Regions from separate parts of the Mus musculus genome. Here region 2 is linked to region 1. The links are chromatin contacts, called in public HiChIP or PLAC-seq maps. All regions are on one chromosome and are shown on one strand. Each heading gives the region's core, a stretch centred on a gene start, on an enhancer-like site or on the middle of the called end of the contact. The rest is flanking DNA. Distances are from core to core; before and after follow the strand shown. Region 1 overlaps Gm29857 (a long non-coding RNA gene). Region 2 overlaps Camk1d (calcium/calmodulin-dependent protein kinase ID).

What was found. HiChIP or PLAC-seq counts read pairs in DNA pulled down with a chosen protein or histone mark.
Region 2: a contact with region 1 is called in an HNF4G HiChIP or PLAC-seq map of pancreatic cancer cells. The contact joins two enhancer-like sites. A contact is called at or near these places in 2 of 484 Hi-C or Micro-C datasets (the C2C12 cell line and uterus) and 3 of 115 datasets of contacts at active chromatin or transcription factors (double positive thymocytes, embryonic stem cells and pancreatic cancer cells).

Annotation. Positions count from the first base shown.
Region 1 is chr2:5,732,618-5,735,266 of GRCm38.p6, reverse strand. The region is part of intron 1 of Gm29857 (a long non-coding RNA gene); the gene reads right to left. Among named protein-coding and RNA genes, the nearest start is that of Gm29857, 6.0 kb to the right of the region's middle. Within about 2 kb of position 1,351, at least 23 of the 459 cell types and tissues checked have an H3K27ac peak or open chromatin away from gene starts, as enhancers often do. A contact at or near this core is called in the C2C12 cell line and pancreatic cancer cells, where this site is marked.
Region 2 is chr2:5,644,513-5,647,161 of GRCm38.p6, reverse strand. All of the region lies in intron 1 of Camk1d (calcium/calmodulin-dependent protein kinase ID), which reads left to right. Among named protein-coding and RNA genes, the nearest start is that of Camk1d, 69 kb to the left of the region's middle. Within about 2 kb of position 1,326, at least 33 of the 459 cell types and tissues checked have an H3K27ac peak or open chromatin away from gene starts, as enhancers often do. A contact at or near this core is called in the C2C12 cell line and pancreatic cancer cells, where this site is marked.

The sequences.
Region 1 (2,649 bases), core at 102-2,601:
AGAGCATGTAGGCCGGAAGGGAAAGGCTGATTACCTCATTTACTAAAGACCAATCAGTTTAAAGGGTGCTCTGTTCTGCCAGTCATATTGTGCCTAGTTGCTGATGTTCTCTGCCGCCCCTGGAAACTGTATAAAAACCCTCTCCAAATGGGCCACCCAGGGTGGTCGCCTCTTTCAGGTACAGGGCAACCCCAGTGCACTGGAACAATAAATTCCTTTTGCCTTTGCATTGATCCCTGGCTCTCTGTTGTTCACTTGGGGGGGGGGGGGGGTCCCTGCTAGTTAAGGCTCATCAGAGTCTTACATTAGTTTTGTATAAAATCGTATGTTTCATGTAAGTCTATTTGCATCCTAAATTAATTTGGGGGGAAGTGTTAAGGATTGAACCTATGGCCTTGAATATGCCAAGCAAATATTCTGCCAATGAGTTAAGCCCCAGATCCCTTTGACAATATTTTTTTTTGTAGTTTTAGATACTGCCACAAATAATGTATCATGGGGGGGAATTAAAGAAATTATGAGTTTTTCTGTTTACTAGGAGTCAGCCTCTTGTGCTGGTTTGAATGAGAATATCTGGCTAACTCATTTTTTGAACTCTTAGTCCTGTATAAAAGTGGGGGTTTCAGAACTAAAGTATCAAGTGAGGACATGACCACTCTGAGGTATGGTTGACAAAGTTTTTATTGTAGATACTGGGGAGGGTACAATCCAGAGCAGGGAGAGAAAGTAGTAGACTAAACATGGCCAGTCTATTACCGTGGGAGCACAGCAGCATCCAGGCAGGCATGGTCCAGGAGGAGCAGAGAGCTCTACATCTTCATTTGAGGGTCTCAAAGCCTATGCCCACAGTGACACACTTCCTCCAACAAGGTTACACCTACTCCAACAAGGCCACGCCTCCTAACAGACTCACTCCCTGGGCCAAGCATATACAAACCACCACAGACTAGAGCCACTCCCCGGGCCAAGCATATACAAACCACCACAGACTAGAGCCACTCCCCGGGCCAAGCATATACAAACCACCACAGACTAGAGCCACTCCCTGGGCCAAGCATGTACAAACCACCACAAACTAGAGCCACTCCCTGGGCCAAGCATATACAAACCACCACAAACTAGAGCCACTCCCTGAGCCAAGCATGTACAAACCACCACAAACTAGAGCCACTCCCTGGGCCAAGCATATACAAACCACCACAGACTAGAGCCACTCCCTGGGCCAAGCATGTACAAACCACCACAGACTATTTCTAGTTTGTGCTCTGCTTTGTACTTGTAGGTCAAGAGGTAATTCCTCAACTGCCGATCCCTTGTCTGGGAGACCTTCCTGGTAGTCAATGTTCCTGACAGATACTTCATAGAGTTGCCTCTCTTTGTCTTCTGAATCATTCACTCATGAATTAACAGCTGAATTCCTGTGGTAGTCCAGGAGCTGATTCATTGCCAGGTCTGGGTGGGGAGTGTCTTTAAAAATGAATGTAAAATAAATGTCTCTGAACTCAGAGGACCTGACTTAAAGTTTGCAGTGGTTTGACCCTGGTCTTTGTTCCTGGCGTTGGAGTTTTTATTCCCTTATCAAATGAAGAGCTCGTCTCCAACTTGCTTTTCTTTGGGCTTGACTGATGCCTTAGGCTGGAAGGTCCTCAAGCAGGAATAACTTGCTTCTGCTTTGTCTTCTTGACTTTGGCTGGTGTTTCTTCACTATCTCATTATGGCTTTGATGCTTTTAAGAAAACTAAACAAATATTTCATCCAGCTTGGCAGGCTGTCTTTGATCTTAATCACTCATCTTGTTGTTGCCAAATTAGACCTACAATGTAACTTAGGTTCAAATCCCAGCTCTTATTTTCAACTGGCCTGGGTTGGCCAAATTGTCTTCCTCTTGATTTGTCACACACATTAAACCCTACCAACTGATCTTTGTGGTTGTGTAATTTGAAAGTTAAAGCCTTTGTTTTTTTGTTCTGGTAAAGTGGTACAGTAACAGATGTGTTCATTGACTGTGTCCCAAGCTAGAAGGTAAGTTTAGGATTATGGAAAATTTGTGTGTGTGTCCCTCCCCCAATTTTCTCTTTCCCAGGAAATGCCTGATAAGGAGAATCTGCACAGTATGCTTGAGCTGAGGGAAATGGTTACTTTGTAAAGATAACCAAGGACTCAATCAAAATACATATTGCTTATAAACAAAAACATACTGCAAAAAAATGGGCAGAGGGTCCTATTCACTTGCATTATTTTGTAAAGTTGATCAGTGTTAAACTGGTTCTGGCTTTAGTTTTTCATTTAATGTGGCCTTGTAATAGAGTCCTTACACTAAATATTTCTTCTAATCTGAAGTAGTTTAGCAAAAGTTCTGTCATTAACATAAGCATAAGTGGTGTGTGTATATGTGTGTATGTGTGTGTGTGTGTATGCATGTCTGTTTTAAACCAGGGGTTGATTTAGTAAACTTGGGTTACCCACAGTCACCAAAGCTGGGGTGCCAGCTTCCGGTGTGTGTCTCTGCAGCGTTTTAGAGGAGTTGTAATCAGAACATTTAAAGAAGCCAAGCATGCTTTTTTATAGTGTCGCGATGCCCCCAAAGACTCAGTGTTTCAGACGAGAAAGCCATGGAATTATGATAGGCGGCAGATTGGCTTCTCCATG
Region 2 (2,649 bases), core at 77-2,576, 88 kb after region 1:
TGGTGTGCTTGAAGATTGCTTGTATGGAACAACAGCTGACTGCTTCCCTGTGCTTGTTTTTCTTGATTAACTGAGCCTCAAGGTCTCCCTTTGACCTAACTTTGAGACTATGCCAGGGCCTAGCAAACACAGAAGTGGATGCTCACAGTCAGCTATTGGATGGATCACAGGGCTCCCAATGGAGGAGCTAGAGAAAGTACCCAAGGAGCTGAAGGGGTCTGCAACCCTATAGGTGGAACAACAATATGAACTAACCAGTACCCCGGAGCTCTTGACTCTAGCTGCATATGTATCAGAAGATGGCCTAGTCGGCCATCACTGGAAAGAGAGGCCCATTGGTCATGCAAACTTTATATGCCTCAGTACAGGGGAACGCCAGGGCCAAGAAGTGGGAGTGGGTGGGTAGGGGGTAGGGGGGGGGGGAGGGTATGGGGGACTTGAAATGTAAATGAAGAAAATACCTAATAAGAAAAAAAAAGAAAGATAGCAAGAGGTCATCGGTTTGCAGCATTGCCATTTTGTAAAACTCTGAGAAGAGCTGTAAACTGAACTTTGATAGTTTTAATCCACCCCCCACTTGCAGTTCAGACGTACGTGTGCACACACATAGGGACGTCTGATGTTAATGGCTGGCTGAAGTGCCTGGGACTCACATGTTTCTGCCTTGTCAGTGTTTGCAGTCTAAGTGCACATCACCACACCCAGATTTTTATGTGAGTTATTATGTTAAACCCAGCTCATCATGTTTGCATAGTAATACTTCTTTGACCAAGACTCTGGCCCTTGAATCTAGTTTCCTTAATACTTGACGGGCATAATCTCATGAATACCTGACTCTACCTCCTTTCTTATTAATTATTATTATTTTTTAATAAATAAAAGACAATCTGGAGAAAACCAAATCCAATAAAATGATGTTTCTAGCCTAGGGCCACTTGGCAGGTTCAAGAACAGAAATGGGTTATCTATCCCTGTACCTGTTGCTAACAGGGTTATCCCTGTACCTGTTGCTAACAGGGTTATCCCTGTACCTGTTGCTAACAGGGTTATCCCTGTACCTGTTGCCAACAGGGTTATCCCTGTACCTGTTGCCAACAGGGTTATTCCTGTACCTGTTGCTAACAGGCTGTAACATTTTCCAGTGTTGGGTAGCAATGTTTTCCAAGTTACTATGAAAAATGGGAAAATATACCAGACACCCAGAGCCAAGTCCTGTTTCCTGACTTTTCCACAGGTTTTATTGACAGCAGGCAGGGTGCACATTAGGAATGAGTCAGACCCAAGGTTTTCCTAGTGCACAGAGCACTGAACCAATAGCTGACTCCCCAGTGGGCCTTGGTGGACTCTCAATGCAGCCAGAAAGTGATTCAGTTTTAATCAACAGAGAAAACACAGACACACCACAAAGCAAAAATAGAGTCTCTATTATTCCTTGGTTGCAGGAAATCCCAAGAGTGGACAAGCTGTTCTTCTGTTTCTGAGGAATTATAGTGTAGGTATTTGCTGTGTTATGAGTTTCTTGCCGTGTGAGCAGTGACCACCAGGGCTGCTTTACCATGACACAGCTCGAGGTCTGTCTTCCTTTCGTTGTGATTTCGATCACGCTGAACTCCATATAGCTTCTCACTCAGCAGTGAAGAATTGAACGGATGACTTTTTTCAGGCTTAGTTGAAAATCACGTTGATGGAATTTTTGAAAAGATGGCATTCCGGCAATTGAGGTCAGGGAAGTGTGACATAAGGGTCCTTTTCAGACCGTGCCTCAATGGATGGCCCACTTTCAACAGTGTTTACCATTATTTTATGAATTACCTTTTTTCCTCCTAAGTCTGGTAGGACATTGTTGCCAGTGGGGTTTCTGCATTAGTCTTGAGATGACAAAGGTTTACAAACTTAAGTAACCTTGCTTTTCTTGAAGCTTCTCTGGTATATGTTGTTGTTCTTCTGTGTGTGAGTATACACACACATACATATATGTATGCACACATATACACATGTATTTGGAATTTTCTACAAGTGTGTAACACCCTGGAAGACTTGGAATTTCTGAGTATTCCTAATAGCCTGTGTCTCTCTGAGCAGACAGAAGGTTTCAGGAGAAGAACAATGAATGTATCAGCCACTCTGCTTGAGAAACTCCAGCTTTCTCCTATGAAGACCCTAAGATGGCTTTGTCTTTGCCTTCTCTGAGAGTTGCCATCTGTCCTCTGGGTTCGCACCAGTATCTGGGACGACTAAAAGGCCCGGGACTCTGGCTTTCAGATGAAGAGAGGACAGGCTGCTGTAGAACTGACCAGACTTGGTTCTGTTGTCAGCTAAGAACTGCCTGGGTTGTGTGCTCCATGTACTCACGACAGAGCACTCTGGACCTACTCACAAACACATGAGATACACAAATACACCACTGTGTGTGCCATGAAGTTGCTCTCACCTCCACTAGCTGAGATAGATGCCCACGCTGCTTTCTGCTATCCAGGGATGTTCCTCCCACTGTTGTGCAGCCCCGAAGGTCATATTATAAAATCCCTGCCATCTGGATCTTGGGCAGGAGGAGGAACGGAGTGAGGCCCACTTATGCCGTCTATAAGGTGGGCGTGCTGGGCTGGAGAGTGTTTGGCTTCCACCTCCCAGCAATAAAGCTGTTTTTCT